Regions from separate parts of the Capsicum annuum genome. Here region 2 is linked to region 1. A link is a contact called in public Hi-C data. All regions are on one chromosome and are shown on one strand. Each heading gives the region's core, a stretch centred on a gene start, on an enhancer-like site or on the middle of the called end of the contact. The rest is flanking DNA. Distances are from core to core; before and after follow the strand shown.

Region 1 (4,800 bases), core at 636-3,135:
GATGATAAAAAGGAATAAACAATTAACACGTTGAAAGTGGGGGAATATAATTAGCTTCATTTCCGAGTCTAGGGATGGTAATGGGGCGGTGCAATGTAGTGCGGGTATGGTGTGGGTTTTTTCTAAATTCGCGAATTTAAAAATTGTTCCGCACCGTCTCACATCACTTTTAAATTCGCATAAACCTGTCACATACTCATACCCTTGCATACTCACACCGCACTGCTTCACGTTTTTATTTTTTTTCTTTTTTAAAAAATTTGTAACTCCATTGAAAATCACAATATTTTCAAATATGCAATTAGAAAGTAGTAACAACCAATTTCTATTATATCTCTTTTTACTAAGAAATTGTCAAAGGAGTATAATAAGATGAATCAATAAATTAAAATTAGAGATCATTTAATTTATTTGATAATTTAAGTCTTTGCTATAGATAAATTAAATAAGCTATGTACCACAAAGTGATTTAGTACGAAAAACCTTTAAATTTTTATTTGATATTTTGAGTTATAAAATTATTTTACCGATTTGAAAAGAAAAGTTATGAAATTATTTATTTGTGGTGTTATATATGTCGTTTTAAGTATGATAAAATTTTAAGTGAAGGATACATATAATTTTAGGTAGATTCACGATAATAATACTACATTTTAGCTTCTTCTTTTTTTAATTTAAATCCGCATATACCCGTAATTTGCCTCCCGTCGTTTTATTTAAAAAAACCTACTCCAACCCGTTCTGCATCCGTCCTGCACCCACATAGCCTAAAACCCACACCGTTCTATTGTCATTCCTATCTCCAACATAGTTGTCTAGCAACATCACCGAGTCAGAAAATAAGTATCGAATGAGTTTGAAAACTTTACGTTATAGAGCATCAGATTAATGGCTAGGGAGTAATGAAAATCATGATGCAGTTAAAATGAGGGGTATAGATATATTTAAAATAGGAGTGTACATGATTTGGTTGGCTCGAATTTCTTAAATATCAAATCAAAATATTTTCATTGGGTTTTTTAATCTATAAATCAAATCAAATCAAATTAATAAAATTTAAATTTTTCAAAATTTTGGAGTTTTTCGTGTTTTCTCAATTTTTTCGATAAAATCTTCATACAAATATATAATTAACTTGTGTTTCAAATATTTCCTTAGTCCTAGGCTCATAGCAAGATACAATTATCTTAGATATTCCTTAAAATATGACATTAAATATTAAATAAGAAAATAAATTTAAGTTATATATTTATAACAAACTAAAGAATGGATATCCAACATTATTGTCACTTCTAGTGTTTAATTAAATATTTTTGTTAGCACTAAAATTGATTTAAGTCTTACTTGAATTAATTATTAATATATATGGGTTATAAAACTTATTGGACCATTCAGAGTTCTAAGATTAAGTTTGAAATAATATGTTGGAAGATAAGCACAATGAGAATAGTTTAAGAAATATTATAAATTAGATCATAGTAAATATTTTAAAAAATTGTACAAATATAATATCTGATTGGTTTGACCTTTTTTAGTTAAAATCAAACGAAACTTATTATAGTCAGATTTTTTTCAACACCAAATCATTAGTCGATTTTTTAATTTTTTTTTGAAAAATTCATGCAAAATGACAACCCACTATAATTATTTACAACTAAAATGTCCCGAATTTATAATATTATCGGAAATGACTCATTTTGTATATATAGTAATTACATATACCTTTTTCTGAAATAGTTGTTCGGCTAAATTAATTACCTAAAGTTTTTGATCATTCAACCATTTTGATCTTCTACTGCTCCTTCGTTGGTCGTTCATCTTCTTCATTTTCCTCCTCCTTTCTTCCTCCCCCATCCTCCTCGTTTTCCCCTTCTATATTCAATCATTAAAGCTTCTTTAAAAGCTTGATTTTAAAATTCAATCTACTGTAAACATGAACTGTTTCGAGTGAGTTATGTATTAAAAGATTTGAAACATCGAAAGAAACTCATATTTAAATTTGAAGTGATTTAGAGGAAATTTTATGTTGGTTAAATTAAATAAAAAAAAGTAAAATTAATTGCAAAATGAAAACAAACCCAAAGCTTTTTTTCGGATTGGTTGAATTTTTTCGGTGAAATTCAAGTTGGTCACGTGAAGAGCTAATCAGATTTGCTAAATTTTGTATGTTTTTCAGTTTGGATGTCAGAAATTTGATGATTTATGAAAGATTTTTGGTTCATATAGTTGAAATTATTGTTTTTTGAATAAAAATTGAAACTAAATTTGATCTTTTAATCGTTAACAGAGGATTGAAATGAAGAAGAATGGATGGATTGATGTGTCGATTTTGTTGTTTGAAATTAAATTTAGGTGTTGTGAAAAATAACAGTTATGAAACTGGAGAGCAAGATGCACTCACTTTGTTTTTAGTTGAAAAATGTTTTGATTGATGTATTCTTTAGTATTGTTGTCTCCGCGAGTTAAAGAGTTATGAGGCTTATAGTTTCTAATGAGCCAATCAGTAAAGTGTTTCATGCCTTATAATTTTCCTACGGTGATTAATAAGGGTGTGTTAATTACCGAGTAAAGCATCCAGTATCCCCTTGAACTATGATCAAATTTGCTACGACACACTCCAACTTTACAAGGATCGCCTATTACCCCTAAACTCGGTTTTAGTGTATTTTTGTCATCCTTTTTAACTGACACAAAAGAGTGTCAAAAATAAACTAAAATTGAGTCCAGGGAAGTAATAGGATTCATGTGAAGTTGAAATGTATCGTAGCAACTTTGACTATAGTCCGAAGGGATATTGGATGCTTAACTCTTAATTATCAAAAAAGAAAAGAAAAAATTATGTAAATGAAAATGAATTTTGGCGTCATTAGAAGAAGGAGGAGGAGGAGGAGAAGAAGAAGGAGGAGGAGGTGGAGAAGGCGAAGAAGAGGAGGAAGAGAAGGAAGAAGAGGAAGGAGAAGGAGAAGAAGAAGGAGGAGGAGGTGAAGGATTGGAAGAAGAAGAAGAAGCAAATGAGAAGGAGAAGGCTACATGTTGTTTATAAAATATCGACATGTGTTTATATAATATTTATACAATATAAATATGTGTTTATACAATATTTCTACAATACCAATATGTGTTTATACAATATTTCTACAATATTGATATATATTTATACATTATTTATAAAACTGATACATTCCATATATGTTACATATTTGTTTATGCAATATTGATACATTCCATATATACTACATATCCATTTGCATATCACATATACATGTTTATACACCATTTATATAATATTGATACATAAAAAAAAAAAAAATTTAAAATAATTTTTTTTCTTTTAATAAAGAAAAGCGCAACAAAAAAAGTTTTATTTTTAAAATATTAATGCTGGAAAAAGAAAAGAAAAATGAAGAAAATAGTCTAATGGTCATTTTAAGTAATAAACAAAACCTTGACTATTTTTTTAAAATAATTTACTTTTTTATATATAATTAAAACTTTCTCCTTTTTTTCGATTGCGGTTCATTTTTTCACTCGGAGGAACCTATTTTCCTACTGTGGATTCCAAATCATGATATGCATATTTTTCAGAGCAAAAGAATCTTTTGCCCATGTTCTCTTCAATAGATCCACTAACGTCTCTCTTTTCCACTAACGTTCCAGTAACGCTCCTCTTCTCCGACTGGTCGGCCGGCGCCGACGCCGGCAACAGGTAAGAGTACCCTTTTTTGCCTCTCCATCGAGCCCTCTCTCTTTCCCTAGCTCTCCTAAGCTACTTCTCTCTCTCCTTCCCCTTTCCCCCTCCTTCTTTTTCATCTAGCCACTGTAATCGTCGGCGAGATGGGGGTTTACGCCGGATTGACTCAGGCGACGGCCACCAGAGCGCAGATCTGGTAACGCACAGTAGAAGATCCAGCGACAGGTAAAGTGATTGTGAAAATCTGACGCTATATCTGCAGTGTATTTATATACACACAGTACACTAGAGTCATACATACACTAGAGTCTTAGTACAAGTTTTAAACTAGATTAGAGTTTTGTTGTAACATGAACTCTACTAGTAACATGATATTAACTACTGAAGCTTATCACTAACAACTAGAGCTTATCTCTAAGTAATCAATGAAAACACATGGATATGTCTTTGGAGAGAACTTGCTGCTTCCTTTGATGTAAGGAAAACACCTACACCCAAATACTTTCAAGCTATTATAGTCAGGATGTGCTCCATGAAACTTATGAAAAGGTGTTTCCTTCTTAAGAGCCGAAGATGGTAGCCTATTTATTAGAAAAATAGCTGTAAATAAGGCTTCTGTCCATAGAAACAAAGGCAATTTAGCATGGAACAATAGAGTTAGACCAATTTTTACCACATGCCTATGGTTCCTTTCTGCAATACCATTTTGCTCAGGTGTATTTGGACAAGAAATATGTCTAACAATCCCACAATTTTCCAAGTGATTAATTAATTGAGAACTAGAGAATTCACCACCTCCATTACATCGGAATATTTTAATGCTTTTAGTGAACTGTTTTTCAACCATCTTTTAGAACTTACTAAACACTTCAAAGAAGTTTGATTTTCTTCTTAATGGATAAAGCCATGTGTATCTACTATGATCATCTACAAACAGTGCATAAAATCTCATATGTTGTGAAGACTCAACAGGTGCAGGGCCCCATATATCACAATGAACTTTTAGCAAAGGTTCTTTTTCAATTTTATTTTTCAAATCAAAAGGCAATTTACAACCTTTACCCATTTGACAACTAACACAAACAGTAGGATTTTTATTCCAACAAGTG
Region 2 (4,800 bases), core at 1,281-3,780, 49 kb before region 1:
GGATCCAAAAACATCATCAAGATTAGTTGGCTTCAGATCCCCCATCCTATTGTCCTTATTCCAACAGGATGGTGAAGAGAGACCAGCCATCTCATCTATCAATTGTTGTCTTAGTTGCTGCTGAGTGCGGATGCTTTCCAAGCCAAGCATATCCATGTCCAAGTCCAAGTCCCGAGCATTCAAAGACGTCTTTAGCCTACTACCAGGAAGCTGTAATGCAGGTGGGGTGATGTTCACCTTGCTCTGCCACAAGTTTCCACCCATTGGAGACGAACATGTAACAGCAGGAGACATCGGGGGTGTTGAACTAGTAGGCAGCAACATGGACGAAGAACCAAGCGCCAGTGGGCTCAATGTTGACATGTCCATCGAACTGACTGGAGTAGCCTTTGGAGAAGGGATAGCTGAACCGGTAGATGCATACAACGGGCGAAGCTCTTCAGGCTTGTGAGCAAAGAAGCAAACTTTCCTTGAGCACCCGGTCTCATCCTTGCAGAGACGGGTTCTATATTGGGCAGGATGAAGCCACGACTCAAATACACCATGAGCATATTCACAAGAATCACTCTTCGCACAAGCACCTTTCTTGAACTCGGGACATGGGACACATGTATAGTTGTACTTCCTTGGATCACGTCTCCTTGCGTTCTCCCCTGGATGAACAAAAGGGCATTCAGTCCAGTCATGAGAGTAAGCCCTGGAACATGGCTTAACCTTGAAACAATACATCCTGAAATCATCACTCCCATAAATCCCATCATTTATATCCGGCAAGGAAGTATCAATCGGATACTCTTTCTTCTCACTTCCTTCTTTCGTCATCTGGATTGCTTCTTTTCCTTCTTCCTCCTCCTGCTCAGCAAGCTCAGCCAAGCTGCCATTCAACAACAACTCCAGTGATTTCCTCTTCGAATTCCTTAACGACTTAGGAAACGAAGCAATCACATCACAGGGTCTGTTTCCACTAGAATCACAAACATTAACATCAGCAGAAGCATCAATCAAGATCTTGAAAACCTCAATCGATGATTCCAAGCCACCAGCTGCAGCACAATGCAGAGCAGTTGCACCATCAGAACCACAAGCCCTGTTGACATCAACCTTGCCAGTTCCAAGAATATACTTCAAAATCTCGGTACTTCCATACATAGAAGCAATCATCAAAGGAGTCCTCTCTTCAAATCCCATCTTTTTCGAACCAAATCGTCTACCATACCAAAAGCTAAACTCATCAACAGCACAACCTTTCTCTACTTCACATATGAAGCCAGCAAGATCATCTGAAGCTGATAATTCAAGCAATTTTGAGCAATTTCTACTAACCCCATCTTTCTTATCCATGTTTAGATCAGAAGGACAAACTTTACTCCTTGTCCCAGTGCACATCAACTCCTGCAAGTCATCAAGAAGCTTCAGATTTAGATTTCCAAAAGTAACAAACGTGTAAAATCTAAATAAATCCTGAATCAGAACTATTAACTTCACAAGCAAATCGAATACTGAATAAAAAATGTAACTTTTTATCTTAATTTAATGAACATATCATAGAAAAAGAAAGCAAAAAACATTAGATCTCATAAGTTTCAACAAAATCAAGAAAACACATGCAACTAATCAACAAAAAACTAAATCCATCACTAGAAAGTTTCAACCTTACAATATTTTCCCAAAATAATTCCATACCCATAAGCATAATTTACCAAATAAAGGAACAAAAACCCATACTTTAAAGGAAAAAAAAAACACAATAAAACTTGAAGCCCATCTCATAACTACAACTAGTCAACAAGAACTGAACCCCATCACTAAAAAGTTTCAAACTTCCAATATTTTCACTAATAACTCCATACCCATAAGCATTATTTACCATAAAGGGACAAAAACCCCATACTAGAAAAGTAATATACTAACAATAATTTTAAAAAAAATCTTGAAACCCATCACTAAAAAGTTTCAAACTTTCATTATTTTTCACAAAAAACTCCATACCAATAAGTATTATTTACCAAATGACAAAAGAAAGAACCCATACTAGGAAGGAAAAGAACACTGAAAAGTTGTGAAACCAAATCAAAGAGAAAAAAAAAAAGGATATTGAATTATTAGTTAGTTGTAAGAATTCTGAGTTGTTATTGTTAAGTATTATCATTTTTTTTGTTAAGAAATACTCGATACCCATAAGCATTATTTACCAAAAAAGTACAAAAAAAAACAAACTAGAAAAGAAAAAAAAGACTAAATAAATTTTGAGAACAAACAGTAGTACCTTAGAGATGGATAATATTTATTTCTTGAAAATCCAAGAGAAAAAAAAGGAAAGGATATTGAATTAGTTGTTTTGTAGAATTGTGAGTTGTTATTATTGTTGAGTATATTTTTCTTTGTTTGTGAAGAAATGAGTGAGGGGTTGAGAGGTATATATGAGATATGAGTCAAGAGGAAGCAAGGGAAGGAAGGTGGAAACTGAGACTTTTCTTCTTGGTTAGTTCTTTTTTTTTTTCTTCTACTTGTGTATATGGTCAAAGTCAAATCTTCAAAATTTGGTCTACTATACTAGAGATAATTATAGAGATGGTCCTTTATATTTGGAGTAAGTTTAAACCAGTGTATTTTGATTCTTTAAGAGATCGTTTGGTATGAGCTATAAAAGGATAACTAATATTGAAATTAATTTTTAAAAAAATTACATCATATCAGTGCTTAAACTCTTTAACTACTTAAATTTTTAATTTTTTTAATTAATTACATTATATTCAATTTACTTAAAAGCTCAAATAGATCACAGAAAAATATAATGTATTCGTGTAAAATTAAATTATGTGTCTAAGAAAAATATAATATATTCGTATAAACTTAAGTGATATATCCAAAAAATGTAATATATTCGTGTAAAATTAAGTAATACATACGAAAGAATGTAATGTGTATGTATGGATTTAAATAAGGGATTTTTAGTAATATTAAAAAGAGTTTAGATAGAAAGTAAACTTAGCTAATGATTGAGATTTATGTTGTTTTTACTTAATTTAAGACAAGTTTATCTTATATTTGTTTATGATAAAATTGTGGGATGACTTATTTTGATATGATAGTGTTGTTTTTATCTCACATTAAGGATGAAATAATAATTTTGAAATAATTAATCCTAAAATAACTTATTCCCTAATTAAATGAGCCTTAAGTTAGTCAAAACTAAAAACTTTTGATTTCTATCAAATATTTAACAAATTTCACCCCCAGTGATTTTGATTAAATCCTTCTTTCACATTTTGGTCAAATTCAATAGATTATTACTCCTTCATGGCAATGTTCGGCCTGATGCAGAAAAAATATGAAAATATGAAAGGATTTTGAAATTTGTGACCTAAACCAGATCTTAAAAATTTGTGTGCTTATTAAAATATTTCATTAATGATGAAAAGAAAATTTTAAAATTAAATTATTTTTAGTTATAAAAAGGTTACTTAATCTATGTGGTAATGTTTGACTTGATGTAGAAAAAAATTAAAAATATGAAAGACTTTTGAAATTTATGATCTAAATAAGATTTTAAAAATTTGTGTGATTATTCAAATCATTTTATTAATGGTAAAAAGAGAATTTTAAAATTAAATTATTTCTGGTTATAAAAAATTATATACATCTTGAACAAAAGCATATCATATAAATTGAGTCGGAAGGATAAATATTGGACGCACGCTAAAAGTATTACTTTATTAATGAAATTTAAAGAACCAAAATTACTCAAATGATACTTAAGGAACTACTTTAAACTATTACAAAAAAGTAAGGGATGATTTTTGTAATTATATCACTAGCATTACATACCACTTGTGTGTCTTACTGGTTCCCACCTAAATGCAGATGAAAAATTCAGATGCAAACTCAAATGAAACTTAAATAAAATTCAAATGCAGATGCAAATGAAAAATGATTAAAAGAATTTTGAGCGCGTCTAAATTGTGGGACCCACTGCCACGTCAAATCTCCAATATACAACGCCCTCCGTTCCAACAATAATTATTCATTGTTAACTTGATATATATATTAAAAAACAATACTTAACAAATAAAGGTAGTTATTTTTAATAGCAAGAGTAAAATGAGTAGAATAATTTAAACCGAATAACTATTATTAGATATTTAATTTTATATAAGGAATAAGTATTATTAACCAGAGAAAGTACTCCCCTCCGTTCTATTTTATATTAATGTTATTTTTATTTTGTTAAAAATATTATCTTACTATACTTAGATATAATTTATTTTAAAATATGTTTATTCTTAACAAAATACTTCCTTTATTTCATAATAAATGAATTGTTGAAATATTTTTTGTATTTCAAAATAAGTGAATAGTTCACAAATTCAAGATAAATGTTGGAAATTTTTTCCAAATTTACTCTTCATTAAATATATATTAGGAGTGATATACCACGCGTTTTTGCTTTTTGAAGAGAGTAAAAATAATAAAACATGATAAATTTATGTTTTTACTTTTTTTTTTAATATATTTATCAAAATTTAATAATTAACTTATTGTGAAACGAAGGAAGTAACTATTTTTATTTTTAATGAAATAACTCACAATTATCATAGGATTGTTTTAAATTATAAATTTTAAAAATTTCTTTACTTTTAAGATGACACGGAGGGAAGTAGCATCATTATAGAACATTGAGCGGGATCACCGGGTGAGTTACTGAGTTACTTTGTCCTTTGTCACGTGTGGGTCTGCAGTTGGGCATCTGAATTTCTGCCAGACGCGCCCTGGCTTGCTCCAGCTGGTTATCAACACTTT

What was found. Hi-C and Micro-C count contacts between places; a contact is called where the count stands out from the background.
Region 2: a Hi-C map of leaf shows a contact between it and region 1, with 2.3 times the contacts expected there. The contact joins the promoter of LOC107871114 here to the enhancer-like site in region 1. A contact is called at or near these places in 2 of 5 Hi-C or Micro-C datasets (leaf and placenta).

Annotation. Positions count from the first base shown.
Region 1 is chr5:203,345,431-203,350,230 of UCD10Xv1.1, reverse strand. No RefSeq gene overlaps it. Among protein-coding and RNA genes, the nearest start is that of LOC107871113, 15 kb to the right of the region's middle. Within about 2 kb of position 1,885, at least 4 of the 5 cell types and tissues checked have an H3K27ac peak or open chromatin away from gene starts, as enhancers often do. A contact at or near this core is called in leaf, where this site is marked.
Region 2 is chr5:203,395,162-203,399,961 of UCD10Xv1.1, reverse strand. LOC107871114 (zinc finger CCCH domain-containing protein 29) reads right to left here and starts at 2,530. Exons shown (of 2, transcript XM_016717915.2): 1 at 2,267-2,530; 2 at 1-1,392. The coding sequence starts at 1,386.